Linked DNA regions of Mus musculus: all the other regions are linked to region 4. Evidence: chromatin contacts called from public Hi-C and HiChIP or PLAC-seq data. All regions are on one chromosome and are shown on one strand. The core of a region is the stretch at or near the end of the contact, and the rest is flanking DNA. Distances in the headings are between cores, read along the strand shown.

Evidence for each region. A called contact is a pair of places that touch in the nucleus more often than the background predicts. HiChIP or PLAC-seq counts read pairs in DNA pulled down with a chosen protein or histone mark.
Region 1: a Hi-C map of the N1E-115 cell line shows a contact between it and region 4, with 12 times the contacts expected there. The contact joins the enhancer-like site here to the promoter of Abca1 in region 4. A contact is called at or near these places in 6 of 39 promoter capture datasets (the C10 cell line, embryonic stem cells, hippocampal neurons and 2 more), 18 of 484 Hi-C or Micro-C datasets (the G1E-ER4 cell line, the N1E-115 cell line, Sertoli cells and 11 more), 11 of 115 datasets of contacts at active chromatin or transcription factors (astrocytes, cardiomyocytes, embryonic basal ganglia and 6 more) and 3 of 9 other capture datasets (adipose tissue, liver and macrophages).
Region 2: a contact with region 4 is called in an H3K4me3 HiChIP or PLAC-seq map of bone marrow-derived macrophages, with 6 times the contacts expected there. The contact joins the promoter of Slc44a1 here to the promoter of Abca1 in region 4. A contact is called at or near these places in 15 of 39 promoter capture datasets (the 3T3-L1 cell line, 3T3-L1-derived adipocytes, the C10 cell line and 10 more), 1 of 15 datasets of contacts at CTCF or cohesin (embryonic stem cells), 17 of 484 Hi-C or Micro-C datasets (CD4 T cells, CD8 T cells, the G1E-ER4 cell line and 11 more), 16 of 115 datasets of contacts at active chromatin or transcription factors (astrocytes, bone marrow-derived macrophages, craniofacial prominence and 10 more) and 5 of 9 other capture datasets (adipose tissue, embryonic stem cells, liver and 2 more).
Region 3: an H3K4me3 HiChIP or PLAC-seq map of bone marrow-derived macrophages shows a contact between it and region 4, with 6 times the contacts expected there. The contact joins the enhancer-like site here to the promoter of Abca1 in region 4. A contact is called at or near these places in 6 of 39 promoter capture datasets (the SN4741 cell line, embryonic stem cells, hematopoietic stem and progenitor cells and 2 more), 5 of 484 Hi-C or Micro-C datasets (the G1E-ER4 cell line, the N1E-115 cell line, the STO cell line and 2 more), 7 of 115 datasets of contacts at active chromatin or transcription factors (bone marrow-derived macrophages, embryonic stem cells, forebrain and 2 more) and 3 of 9 other capture datasets (adipose tissue, liver and macrophages).
Region 5: a contact with region 4 is called in an H3K4me3 HiChIP or PLAC-seq map of bone marrow-derived macrophages, with 5 times the contacts expected there. The contact joins the enhancer-like site here to the promoter of Abca1 in region 4. A contact is called at or near these places in 2 of 39 promoter capture datasets (liver and pre-B cells), 2 of 484 Hi-C or Micro-C datasets (pro-B cells and transitional/marginal zone B cells), 2 of 115 datasets of contacts at active chromatin or transcription factors (bone marrow-derived macrophages and embryonic limb bud) and 4 of 9 other capture datasets (adipose tissue, embryonic stem cells, liver and 1 more).

Annotation. Positions count from the first base shown.
Region 1 is chr4:53,591,288-53,593,987 of GRCm38.p6, reverse strand. It overlaps a transcript of Slc44a1 not described here. Among named protein-coding and RNA genes, the nearest start is that of Fsd1l, 39 kb to the left of the region's middle. Within about 2 kb of position 1,312, at least 29 of the 459 cell types and tissues checked have an H3K27ac peak or open chromatin away from gene starts, as enhancers often do. A contact at or near this core is called in the N1E-115 cell line, adipose tissue, heart atrium and 3 more, where this site is marked.
Region 2 is chr4:53,438,997-53,441,755 of GRCm38.p6, reverse strand. It overlaps Slc44a1 (solute carrier family 44, member 1), which reads right to left and starts at 1,340. Exons shown (of 16, transcript NM_001374697.1): 1 at 1,040-1,340. The coding sequence starts at 1,072.
Region 3 is chr4:53,463,115-53,465,814 of GRCm38.p6, reverse strand. The region is part of intron 1 of Slc44a1 (solute carrier family 44, member 1); the gene reads right to left. Among named protein-coding and RNA genes, the nearest start is that of Slc44a1, 24 kb to the right of the region's middle. Within about 2 kb of position 1,309, at least 9 of the 459 cell types and tissues checked have an H3K27ac peak or open chromatin away from gene starts, as enhancers often do. A contact at or near this core is called in bone marrow-derived macrophages, where this site is marked.
Region 4 is chr4:53,158,574-53,161,273 of GRCm38.p6, reverse strand. Abca1 (ATP-binding cassette, sub-family A (ABC1), member 1) reads left to right here and starts at 1,379. Exons shown (of 50, transcript NM_013454.3): 1 at 1,379-1,598.
Region 5 is chr4:53,511,041-53,513,740 of GRCm38.p6, reverse strand. All of the region lies in intron 3 of Slc44a1 (solute carrier family 44, member 1), which reads right to left. Among named protein-coding and RNA genes, the nearest start is that of Slc44a1, 72 kb to the right of the region's middle. Within about 2 kb of position 1,415, at least 146 of the 459 cell types and tissues checked have an H3K27ac peak or open chromatin away from gene starts, as enhancers often do. A contact at or near this core is called in adipose tissue, bone marrow-derived macrophages, pre-B cells and 2 more, where this site is marked.

The DNA of each region.
Region 1 (2,700 bases), core at 63-2,562, 430 kb before region 4:
GCCAGTTCCTATGGGGCACTTCTACAAAGTCATGAAGCTCATCCTGTGAATTTAGACTTCATCAAGGGATCATTCATTAGATCCAATAAAGACTCAGCTTTTCTCAAATCTACCCATCAAAGAGCCTGGTCTCCACCAAGGAAAGAAAAAGACCCCTTTTCCACAAAGAATATTCATGTATTTACAGAAATTGCTGCCAAAAATGGTCTTAATGGCTAGTTTACTGGACATAAAAGTAACAGTGTAGTTGGGAATGGATCTTATTACTATGGCTTTAAACACAGATTAAAAGAAATATACCCATTAGTATCTGAAAATCAAAATGTTGCTGTGTTTTACTGCCACATTAACATGATAAATCCAAGTTAAATAACAACTCTGATAGTCTAAAATGAGCTGGGGTGAGCTGGGGAGATGCTTGTTGCATAAGTATGGGGTTCTGAGTTGAACCCCCAGAACCACAGGGGGCGATGGCTTAGACTATGGAGGTGGGAACATAACCAAATTATCCCTTTTGTCCTCAACTCGCTTTTGGTCATGGTGTTTCATCATAGCAATGGTAAACCTAAATAAGACACAACCGGAAGTGGGAGAGACCGAGTCAGAGAGAAGGGTGTGGTTGTCGGTGCACTGGGAGGCAGATCTGCCTATGATCACTAGGAATCTCTGGCCTGTCTGATCCTAGGTTCAGTTGATCAGTTCCAGGCCAGTGAGAGTCTGTCTCAAAACACAGATGGAAAGCATTCTGAGGTATCACATCTGAAGTTGACTTCTGGCACATCCACATCCACAGACTGGGGGGAGGGGGGAGGGAGAGGGGAAGGGAGAGGGAGAGGGAGAGGGAGAGGGAGGTAAGTTACATTGCTACAAATGAAATACAAACAAAAATTCCATGGGAAATTTAAAGTTTCCATTCTGTGGCTATCCAGGGAGGATGACAGAGAGCACAGAGTAAGAGACTTTAATGAAAGGCATGCATCTGAATGCCACCCATGGGCAGAAACCACTGCTCAGTGAACGAACTCAGCATGCCCTGAGTCCACCTTCATTTTTTTCTTCTTCTTATTATTTTATTTCTTTATAATCCAGCCATTGTCCCCTTCTGGTCTCCCCTCCCACAGTTCCTCTTCCTATTCTTCCTACCCCCTGTCTCCAAGAAGGTGCTCTCTACATTTTAACATTTTCCTGACCATTAGAAAATGTCTTACACTAGAATGGAGTTTGTGGTCCCTGAAGCGACCTTACACTATGCGTTCAATACTGTAATGTCCCAGCTGCAGCCAGTGTCACCAGCTTCTGCAGCTCTCTCCAGAGCCTGGGCCTTCACTTCCTCCCCAGAATTAAGTCAGTCTCGGGCCTGCTTCAGTTCTGAGTTTTCCTCACATCCTGTTTGATAAATGGGAAATGCCTGAGTATCCGACAGGAAAGCCTTCTGCCCCTCGAGACCGAGCACAGCGCCTAAGTTAGGACATGGTGTCAACTGTGCAAAACAAAACAAAAGAGAAAAGGGATCAGTTCTCCTGGAGCCAGCCCAAAGTCAGCAAGGCCAGATCTGGGGAACTCTTCGAAGATGCTCCATCTTCCAGTACTGTCGTTGTCAGTGTCTGGGTGTCACGTAGGCTTGGGAGATTACAGCCATTACAGTTGTCCCTCTGGTAGCCAAAAACCAAAAAACAACAACAACTGCAACAAAACAAAACAAAAACAAACAAACAAAAAACCAGGAAATCAAGACAGGAAGCAGCTATGTCAGGTGGGCAGAACTGGGAATATCGTAATACCGCAGCTTGCATCTCACTAGTCAGAGGGCCACTGCAAGCCTCTGGGAACTATGATAAGGTGTTGCACTTGGCCCATCGACGTGGCATCTGGGTTCTATCCATGAGGAAGGCCGGTATCATCCACACTGGGTAAGACAATTAGCAGTCACTACAGCAGCCGGATAGAAACGCATGACTAACATGTTAATTGGCAGATGGAACAGAAATATGTCTTTGTAATCACTAGGCTCTTTCAGGGGTCTGGGATGAGATTATAGAAACGGCTTATTTTCCTACATCATCCCATGAGATATGAATAACTAGCCTGTCTCTTTTTCAAGCAGATATCTTTTCCAGGCGTTCTCTGAAAGTGTTCCATTTGTTTATGTTCAGGTACAGGCTGACCTACAAAAAGTAATGCAGACTCATCTCCCTCCTCCTGCTGTCTGCCGTGCTGATAATAGAGCCGAAGAATCGCCCAAGCTCGAACACCCACCATCAGCTCACACAGAGTGCGCCTTGAATTCAGATGCGTAATGGGAAGGCATAGGGAGTGCTGGGGACGCACAACCGAGAGTCCCTACTCTGTGATAGGAACTCCGCCATTTTCTTAATAAGACTGATGCCATTCAGAAGGTCCCCAGGGCACACCCGCCTCATTTGTCCATTGTGACCTGGCTTTATGGGCCCATGGAAGCAAATGCATTATCACCATTAAACTCCAGGCTTGTCAGATTTAGTCCACTGCACCTGTGCTCTGTTATTGAATGAACTATATAATCAGCATTCATACTGCTAAGTCACCTTAATATTAAGTTATATTTGGGAGATGGGTGAGCGCTGGGTTCATCCACAATGGAAACTCCCCAAATAATAGTTGGTTTCCATAGACAGAGGTCAGCAGACCGCAGTTGACATTGTAAGCCAGCACCCAGGTGCC
Region 2 (2,759 bases), core at 91-2,590, 280 kb before region 4:
AAACTGTGGAGAAACATCCCAGGCGTTGTCAGAGCCTATTTTTCATACACCACCACCAGACAGTTTGATGCAGTATTCCTGATTGCTTTTTATCGTATTTGTAAATACACTCACTAATCCACTAAATTAGATAATTTACAAACAGGTCCTCTCAGTTATTAGTGGCCAGCAGTCAAGTTCTATTACATCTGATCCTTACACAGTTGTCCAAACATTTCCACCCAGGTTAAAGGCTCTGATCGGAAAGAGAAGGCGGCTAGCGAAATTTGGATGGGGGCAGGGTGGCAGCTGAGAGAAATCTCTGCATCTCAGCCCTCAGCGACAACATCCAGCCAGTGCCCACAGAAAAACTAAATTCGGCACCTCTTCCTCCTGTTACACTGGCAACAAAGAGGGAGTTTCCGTAACGCTCCCGTCACCCACCAGGTGCCCAATCTCCTTCCCAGCCCAGTCCCCCCGCTCCCGCAGGGGCCTCGGTGCGCCGAGAGGCCGCGGTGCTCAGGGTCAAGGCACAGAGGGGGGATGGGATGGGGAACGAGCGGGTGGGATCTGTGAAATGGGCCCTGGAAGGGCACCGGGACCCAGTGAAGCACCTGATCCCGGCCAAGGGGGCCCGCAGACCAGGGGAAATGGGCAGCTTATTAAATGGATCCGAAACTAGAATAAGGTGGAAGAGAGGTGAAGAGCCCAAGCTGGGGTACACCTTCTGGGGACACGGAAAACAGTCTGTGGGTGGCGGGGGGGCTCGGCGGAGGTGGAGAGCAGGCTGGCGGGCCCCAAGGAGAGGGAAGCGTATGCCTCCCCGGGGCAGAGCGGGCGCCCGGGGCGCCTCTACCTGCAGACGGGCGGGACGGGCTGCTCAGGTGCGAAAGCGGGGGAGGGAGCGCAGCGGGCATTGGGGGACCAGGCACGAAGCGCCGAGGTCGGCGGGGACCGGAGGGGCGCAGGGCACGGCAGGGGAGCGAAGGGCACGGCTCGGCAGGCGCTCACAGCGCGGGGTGGCATCCGGGCGGGCGGCCGGGAGGCGGGAGCCCCTCACCTGCGCGGCGGAGGCGGAGCTGCAGCAGCCCATGGCGGGGCCGGAGGAGCCCGGAGGCGGCGCCGGGCGCGCAGCTACGCCCCGGAGCCCCTCGGCATGCGAGCCGGCGGGCGCCCGGGGAGGGCGCGGCCTGGCCCCGCACGACTCGGCAGCGACGGCGGCGACGGCGACAGCGGCAAGAACTCAGGAGGCTGCGCGGTCCGGGGCAGGCGCCGGCCACATCCCCCGGCGGCGGCAGCGGCGGCGGCGGCGGCTGCGCGGCTCCGGCTCCGCTCCTGCTGCTGCAGCTGCTCCCCAGCGGAAAGGGGCGGGCGGCGGCGGCAGCCCCTCCCCCTGGCCCCCGCCTCCCACCACCCGCTCCCAGTCCCGCTCCCGCTCCCTCTCCCGGGCTGCAGCCGCCTCCTCCTCGGCGCCGCGCGCGTCTCCCATCAGACTCCCCGCCCCCAGTGCAGCGCCGCGCGGCGCGGACGGCGGGGACGACGGCAGCCCAGAACGAGGCCGGGCCCTTGGGCGCGCGCAGGAGTCTGCGCGGCGCCGGGCCCATTTCGCGGTGGCACCGAGGCCGAGCTCTGCCTCGGGGCGGCGAGAGGGCGTCTGAGGCCGAGGCGCCCGTGGACCCGGCGGGCTCGCAGAGGGAAGGCGGCCGACTTGCTTCTGTACGCGCGAGGCACGGGGAGGTCACCGGGGGTCGCTCCTTCTCCCGGGTGGGAGCGCCTCTGAGGTCACTGACCCGGAGCTTTTTTTAGGGCTCTGGCGGCTGTTTATGTTACCCAGAAGAGAGAGTATTTGCAAAACCTCCCATGGAGAAGGAATGGGTGATGGAAGTGGAAAAATATCATCTGTTGCTCCTGGCCCCATTTTGCTGATGTGGACACTAAGCCTTGAAGGAGGCCGACGACAGTGAGAGCACCCAACTGGAAATTGTAGTAAAAGAGCCAGAAATGGGAGGGGAAGGTAGTACTCCAGGCCCTCAAGTCAAAGCCATGTTGGTTCTTCACTAAACTTTCTTACACATGGTAGCGCGGGCACACACATAAACACACGCACCAATTCATCTTTAAAATATTTACCGAGGCACTCACTATATTACAGTCTAGAAATTTATGGCACTAAGATTAAACAGGCGATAAAAGGCAAAGTTGCTACTCTCTTATTAAAAAAAACGAAACCTGTATTAATATGCGTTGGGGGTAGCAACAAGTTAGACATGCACAACCTTTAAGAAATTTCCAATGTTAGGGAAGTCATTACAGATACAGTGAAGCGAGAGCAGTTTAAAAATGGCGAGAGTAAACAAGGTCATGATTAACTATCACCGAAACGCGCATGTATCTAACACTCATATAAACATTCCGGTCTTGTTTCATATTGTCAAGGTGTTGCAAAGACTGGGATCAAAAGGTTTGCAAAGATACCAGAGTGAGACCCCAGAAATGCTGACTTGTCCATAAAAGGCAGATTTCAAGGTGACTCAAACTCAAAGGGGAAGTTGACTAGAGGAGCAAGGAAAGGAGAAATCTAAACAAGAGGGTGGGGAATGGGTGTGGGTGGGAGGGGTATGGAATGGAGACAAACTCACACACAGAAAATTCCCTAGTTGGTGTTTTGCATTACCATTTCCTGGATGGCTTGTTCCTCCAAACCTCATGATCCTCTGTGAAGTCCTGATAGCAGGGATGGCTGCAAAGTGTAAGATTAAATAATGTGGGTAGGCAGTGGA
Region 3 (2,700 bases), core at 60-2,559, 300 kb before region 4:
ATAAACAACTTCTTACTTAACTACACATGCAGACTACTGTGTTCCACAGAACTTATTAATAAATGTAGTTGATTTTGTTTCCTAACTCACCGCTTACAGTCATTCTTCTTGTTTTTGGCTTTATGGCTTACTGCACTAATTAATCTTCTAGAACAATGTTAATGGTGATAATAATCTCAGTATAAATGTCTAACGTAAACTAAGTCCTCACTGTCAAAGACATTAAGTTACCTAACAAGTGAGTCTTGTTAAAGATGTAGCAATGGGTTTTATTTAAATACGTTAAGGTTTTTTGACATTTTATTTAATGTTATGTGTATGCGTGTTTGAGAGACTGTCTGTGTACCATGTGTGTGCACTGCCTGTAGAGACCAACAGAGAGCATGAGATTCTAAGGACTGGCACTCCAGATAGTTATAAGCTGCCATTGTGAATGCTGGGAATTAAAATGTCCTCTGAAAGAGCAGCCAGTGCTCCAAACAGTTGAGCCATTTTCATCCCCAACGCAACACTATTTGTATATGTGTGATTTTTTTAAAATTGCTTTTAAAACAGATGTTGGGCTTTTTTTCCACATTTGTTTTATTTTTATTTTTGTTTTTGAGATATCAAGTCATTAATGACCCAGAATAACCTTGAAGTCTAAATAGCCCAGGCTAGCCTTGAACCTGCAGTTCTGCCTCAGCCTCCCAAGTGCTAGATTTAAAAATATACACTATTATACCTCTCTTCACACTATTAAACTAATGTTATGGTATTTCTTGCTAAATGTCCACATATCTTCACGTGCAGTATTAGGAATAAAACCCCAGGTCTGCATGTTTGCTAGACCAGTATGTTACAACTGAACCATATCTGCAATCCCTGAGTATCTATTTGAACAAGAATCGCAAAGAAGCTGATCCTAGCTGCAGGTCAGACCTAAGAAACAACGAGGGCAGCAGTACAGTCGACTCTACAGTGTTTCCGGCCTCATACCCAACTGGCATCAGTCAGCATTATGTCCTAAGGTCACACTGGCTCCCAGGAGATTTTTCCCAGCATGCTGATGTGTTCAAGCAGAGGTAAGTTTTTTTCACTATTATTAAAGAGAAAGCATTGGCAACAGAAGACAACCTTGGGTGGGAGGATGGCTGGAGATCTACAGAAATGACTTCCCGGAGCTTATGTGGTGACCAACTCAGTGGCTTCAGAACACTGACTTCTTTTCAATGTGGGCTGCAGATGCAGAAGGAGATGCCCAGGCCTTCCTCTCTGTCTGAACTAATCAGGCTGTACACTAGACCAGCCCTTTGCCTCTTATGAAATGATGTATCAGAAGCAAGACTTCCTTCTCAAAGGACACAGGATTCCATAACATGAGATGACACAGACCTTCCCCAGTGTGAGCCTAGATAAACAACAGGCATAACTCTAGACAGCTGTTTATTCATTCGTACTTTTAGCAATTACTGGACTTTCTTTAAGCTTTCTTGGTTTAGTGTCCTACCCTAACTCTCTTTTCCCATCAACCCTATTGTTTCCAGTGCCTGAGTCTGCACATATGGAGTTATTCTAGGCTTCCCTACATAGTATGGTAGCAGAAACATTTGAATCCCTCATAGAAACAATTTGAACTGATGCCATCTTCTGCTTACTATAGGGTACTCTGATATCTGATAGGTAGGTAGGTGGATAGAAAGATAGATGATAGATAGATAGATAGATAGATAGATAGATAGATAGATAGATAGACAGACAGACAGATAGATAGATAGCGTAGAGAATGAGATAGAATATAAAAAGGTCCGTAGTCATTACAAATTCAAACACATTAAAATTTCATTCTTTAAAAAAATATTTATTTTCCTATGTGTGTGTACCAGGTTCACGCAGGTACCTGTGAAAGCTAGAAGACAGCCTTAGATCCCTTGGAGCCAGAGTTAGAGGGGTTGTGAGACACCCAGTGTGGGTCCTCTGAAAGCAGTCATAGCTCCCAACCACTGAGACATCTCTCCAGCCGTGAAAAGATGAAGTTTTTATACGATGTAAAGCATCCTAGGTCCCTGGTACCCACTACCTCTGACCTCAAGCTGCCCAGCCACTCTGGCGTTCTGACTGCCCTTTCTCCCTCTCAAACGCAGCTCTGTCTCTTCCGTTTTGACTTACTATCCTTCCTTTCCTGGCTATCAACCTAGTTTGTCTCTTCATTTCAGGGAGGCTTTTCATGAACACACTCACACACACATACACACACACTATGGTCGACGCTCACCCTCTTTCATACCTCGCTTCTCTCCATACAGTGAACATCTTTGTTAGCTAAATTACGGTATCTTACCTAGTCATAGATCTTTGTAGTCTGGAAGATCACCTAGGTATTCTGTGTTATATCCCAAGAATGTAAAACAGTTTCTAGCACATGAAAATGCTCAGTGTCTACTCACTGAATGAATGAATCAGGCTCGCTGTATGAGATGATGAACGAATTGACAGCTTACGACTGTGCCTCTTGAGGCTGTCACCTTAATCACCACAAATGCAGCAAGAATCTGGAGAAGATGAAGCGGACAAGTGGGCTTTATTTTACTGCAGACCTACAGCTAAGTTGGGAAAACTTGTTCCAGAGATTTATAGAGCCGTGTCTGCAGATCAAGGACACTGAGAATGACAGGGCTTTGAGTGGCTGGACTTGTCCGACCCCCTGACGACACACAAGAT
Region 4 (2,700 bases), core at 130-2,629:
GCGTTTTCCTTTGTACACAGATGGTCACACATATTATTTTAAATTCTTTGCCAGTGCTGGACTTTTAAAAGTCTGGCATAGGAAATGGTTTATAGGGTATGGATGTCACTAGAGATTGGCACTGATGTTCAGTCAGTAGGATTCTGGTGTTGGCACTCTTCTTCCGAGGACTTCAAAAGTTCCAACGAAATTCATTTTCAGAAAACTCTGAGGCAGAGAGAACGTTCTCTCTTGAGAGACAGGAAGCAAGGGCCAAGGATGTAGCTCTCAGCTGGCTGAATGCTTGCCTGCTATGCAAGAGGCTGGGTTCCATCTCTCCGCACTGTACAAATGTGGGTGTGGTACTCTGTTCCTGTAATTTTAGGCCTTGGGAGGCAAGAGGATTAGGAATTCAAGGTTATTGAGTTTATGAGCAGACTACATGAGACTCTGTCTCAATTAAAACAAATAAAATAGAGGCAGAAAAACTTTATCTAACTTTGGTCGTTTGACATCATCAAAACCCACTCTTGTGACCACAGCTGCCCCTTGTGGCTTATAGGTACCTATTACTAGTGGAGTGTGTGTGTGTGTGTGTGTGTGTGTGTGTAGAAGGTGCAGACTAGGTCCCTGGAAGGTGTGTGTGTGTGTGTGTGTGTGTGTGTGTGTGTGTGTGTGTGTGTGTAGAAGGTGCAGACTAGGTCCCTGGAAGGTAGAGATCTTCTCTTCAAAATCAATGTAAAGGTTTGAGGCAGACACCAAAATAGGCTGATATTCACTGTCCATTCCACATCCCTTCCCCCAATCTAGGACTTTTAAAGGAAGAAAAGGAAGAGACCGAAAATGGTTGGCATCTGGGGGTGGGGTGGGGTGGGGAGTTTTCCTTCCCAAGTTGGGGGCTGAGCAAACTAACAAAAGGAGAGGGGGGAGAGTGGGAGTAAGGGAGAGCGGGAGGGAGAGAGGAAGAGGGCATACACACACAAACAAAACAAACAAAACTCAAAAAGCAACACCCACAAAACCCCAAACAATTGCAGAAAGAGGAGTTTAGAGAACGAGCTTTTCCCCTTTCCTCCTCTGCCGGGAATGTGGAGTCCCTGGCTCAGCGCAAGTCCGGAGTTTCCCGTTTCCCGAAGGCTAGCAGGTCAGGGCCAGGGCTACAGAAAGCGGGCCCCACAAAGCTCTCACCATGCGCCCCCAGTGCCCGCTGCGGCGGCGCACTGTCGCCGGTTTAAGGGGCGGGCCATGTCTCCACGTGCTTTCTGCTGAGTGACTGAACTACATAAACAGAGGCCGGGAAGGGGGCGGGGGAAAGAGGGAGAGAACAGCGTTTGACCGGTAGTAACCCCGGCGCTCGGCACAGCCGAATCTATAAAAGGAACTAGTCGCGGCAAAAACCAGTAATTCCGAGGGCGAGCGAGCGGGCCGGGACCGGCAGAGCCCACTTCTCTCCGCGGCGCAGCGCAAAGCTGGGCAGGGGGCGCCGCGGGACCCGCGCAACCACAGCCGGCTTGGGGAGCTGCTCTGCTCCCTGTTTCCCCCCACTTTTTTCTTCCCCTTTCTGGAAGGGTTTGTGCAGGGGTAGGGAAAACAGACTCAAACAGCAAAGTGGAAAACAGGTAAGAGGTTCTTCAGTGACTTGGGCATTTTGTTTCGGGGCCAAGGAAGCGTTGGGAAGCTCTCCGTTTTGGGGACACTGGGGGGACTCGAACTCCCATGTACCTTACTTCTGGGGATGCAAATAGTACAGGGGAGGCATAAACAGGGAAAGAATGTTCTGGGACGGGCCCTGTCGACCCTGGGACTCAGAACTGCCGCACTCGGGTCTCCCGGAATCGGAGACCAGCGAGAGCATCTCCGGCGTCGGAGACTCGCCTCTTGGGCGCAGTGTGAGCCAAGGTTCCCGGACGTCCTCGGGGTACAGCCAGTGGGGTAGGGAGAAGGGAATCCTCTACAAAGGGTCTCCTTTTGTCTGGCGCGGGGTAGGCCGTCGCCCACAAGTGTCACATCTGAGTCCTCACTCCATTATTTAACTGGTTTGTGTTGGCCTCTGACTTGGAGGTTCTCTTCCCGGGACTGGGACTGCATGTCCTTGTTTCCAAAGAACTCTAGTAGGAAGTGTCCTAAACGGGGTCTTTTATGTTACTGCTGCTTGAGTTCTCTGGGCTTTGTTCGACTCCGGGGTCCTGCCCACAGGCTTCCTGCGCTCTGGAGGGCTGCAGTCCCTGGCGCAAAGTGGGAGACCACTTTTGTTCCTTCTAAAGACAGAAAACTTAAGAGAGTCTGCAGAAACCCGAAACTGGGGTGCCCAATCCACCCTCATCTTACTGCTTTTTGCTAGTCTTCCCTTGGGGAGACTTCGGGCTGAGCACCGATTGGGAAGCTGGGGCTAGGTTGTGCAGCCGAATGACCGCAAGTAACCCCATCGGGCAGCACAGAACTCGCAGCTCGGGTGCTGGGCCGGGCTCCGCCGCCAGGGGGTGGGGGCTGGGCGGCCTGCGGGTGGCCCCTGGAGACTGGCCCGCAGCGCCTCCTGGCCGGGTAGCCTAGGTATGGCCTGGTGCGGAGTGAGAGTCTCTAGTCCTTTTGCTTCACTGTGAATCTGGTCAAAACTGGTGTTTCCAAACTGGGAGGAAACCCGAGGCCAAGAAAGCCAGTCTATGTTTTCATGTTGTTGTTTTTTTCTTTTTTGTTTTTGTTTTTTGTTTGTTTGTTTGTTTC
Region 5 (2,700 bases), core at 166-2,665, 350 kb before region 4:
GCGACAGGAGACAAACCACAAAGTGCTCAGACTGGCCTGCAGAGGAAGCTGTACAGAGACCGGTGGGGGAGGGGTTTAAGCACAGGCTCAGTTCAGGTGGGTTCTGGGGTTATTTGAAGAAGAAATGAAGCAAAATCTATTCTAACTTGGAAATCTGGAAATACCAAATTCTTTCCAGGAGGAAAGAAAGGTTAGAATACCCACAAAAAGCAGCGTGTCTGCACAGTACACAGGACATAGGCACCAAACATGAGAATGGGCAACAGGGAAGGCGCAAGCCATAAATCACAGGCGGTCAGGAAAAGGAAAAGAGCCACAGGAAAGGAGTAACTTGAAAAGCTGTGCTCAGAGTGAGATGATGAAACCCAGTTAGATGCTGCTACATGTTTAACGGTGGCTTGAACCTCTATTTGGCTTTTACTGTCCCCACCAAGAAGAGAAGAAGGTAGAGAAAATGAGATTTACCAAGGAGTTACTGTATCTCACAAAGCCTCAGAGGCTGTGTCCTCAGCATACTACAATTCAATAGCCCACGGAGGGATCCAGATGGTGGGTAACAATTGGAGATCGCATAGACGTAAAGTCTGACCCACAAATGTTATTCTCTCTGATCCTAACTGGAAAGACAGGGCACAGCCACCAGTGTCAGGTTGATGGCTGGCTGGTCCATCAGGTCTGTAGCAGAAGGAACTCTGACTACTTACAATGCAGTGGTTTACCTTTGTAGGGAACAGCACTCAAAGGATTAGCATTAGACAGGACTTAATTCACAAAAAAGCATCCCGTAATTCCACAAACATTGTTACATATTACTCCCAGGAAAGGCCCTTTCAGTGCAAAAATCTACAAAACACAAATTTTGAATGCAAATAACTCTCAGACTACAGAAAAAGAGGCAGGAGTACAACGAGTCATTTCAACCCCACGTGACGAGGTTGAGATGGCTGTAGAAGCTGTACAGATCTGCAAGGAGGAAAGAGGGTGAGAGAGAGCATGAGGGAGGGGGAGGAGGAGTCTAAGCTGCATTTTGAAATTGAGTAGGAATTTTCCAGACAGATGGGGAAGGGAGCACTCGGGCAGAGGAAACCGCATGCCTAAAAGCGCAGAAGCATGAAAGAGCATATTTAAGGAACTGCAAATGATCGGATAGGGCTGACTCTAGGGTGGAACATCAAAGAGATATGTGCCGAGGAGAAGTGTTTGGGGGGTGGGGGGGAGAGGTGGCTGTCCTGAGAATTCAGGGGATCTCACACTTTGCTCCATAAGGCAATGTGTAGCTACAAGGACACCTCACAGTAAGGCCCTGGTGTAAGCAGCTGATCAAACTGAAGGCCAGGGGGAAAAGCTGGGCACAGCAGTGCGGATCCAGAGATGAGCCCTTGCCATTAAATTGCCTCCTGCTGCCATGGCAACTCTGCAGTAAGGCTTTTTTGGAGCAAGAGGTGGCAAACAGATACCAGGTCTGCTGGCCGCCTCCTGCCGGATTTGGCTTCTCTCCTCTCTAATCAAGCACTGCGGCACTAAGGCTGAGAAGCTGGCAGCAAAGCCCCTCGGATGCTTCCGCTTTAGCGAGTCCTGACACATGTCTTCCCCAGAGGGGAATAAAAATGGAGTCTGATCATTTGTCCAATTATTACCTGGAATCAGTTTATAATGTACAGCCCCTTTCTATGGAGCACGTTGCCCTTAGTGAGTCACCAAAATAAAATACCCAGCAGCGATGCAGACCCTTCTGCTACTGCTAAATAACAGCAATGCAGGCCTTCTGCTGATTCTAAATGCAGGCTGCAGAGGATCTGTTCTCTACCCTCGGAAGAGTTCTGCCCAAAGAGACCTCTTCCTTCCATGGAGGAGGAGGAAAGACAAGGAAAGGCAAGTCCAGGCATCACACGGGGCCAGGATCCAAGTGTCCCAAGGAGGGCCATCTTATTTAACCCACAGAACTATGGGAAGTGCATACCCAAACCAAGCTAACTACAAACTAACCTAGCTAACTACAACAACACACCATTAATAAAACATGCTTGCCCCCCAACACTCTGGAACAACAGAATTAAGAGAGGCTGGCTGGGCACAGTGACTAAGAGTAGATTGTGATCTAGGGGGTTGTACGATGGTTGCAACAGTCTCCCTCTGCCCATAAGCACATGTACTTCTACAGCTTCAATATCTGTCCCTCAAGAGTCCATGTGCAAGGGTGGGGATGTAGCTCAGTGCTATAGCACTTGCTTAGCATGTATTCAAAGGTTCAATACCCGCTCAAGCAAAAAACACTAGAAAACAAAGACAAAAACAAAACAAAACAAAATAAAAACCAAAAACACACCTTGAGATTTGTCACTGTGGCAGCATTAGGAAGAGGGAGCTCTAAGCGGTGACCGTGCACTGCTGTCATGAACAGACTAGGGACAGCATCAGGAGACACAGGGGCTGAGACTGGAAAGTGCTAATCTGAGGTCAACCTAAACTAGGCTGTGAAACCCTGCCCCTCAACACACACACACAGAGACAGAGACAGAGAGAGGGGGAGAGAGAGAGAGAGGGAGAGAGAGAGAGAGAGAGAGAGAGAGAGAGAGAGAGAGAGAGAGAGAGAGAGAGAGAGAGAGAGAGAGAAAACCAGCCTTATTTGCTCCTCAGCACTTACATATGTGTTACTATCAATCTCCACCAGTAGCAATCAACTCTAGGAGAGCAGGGCTG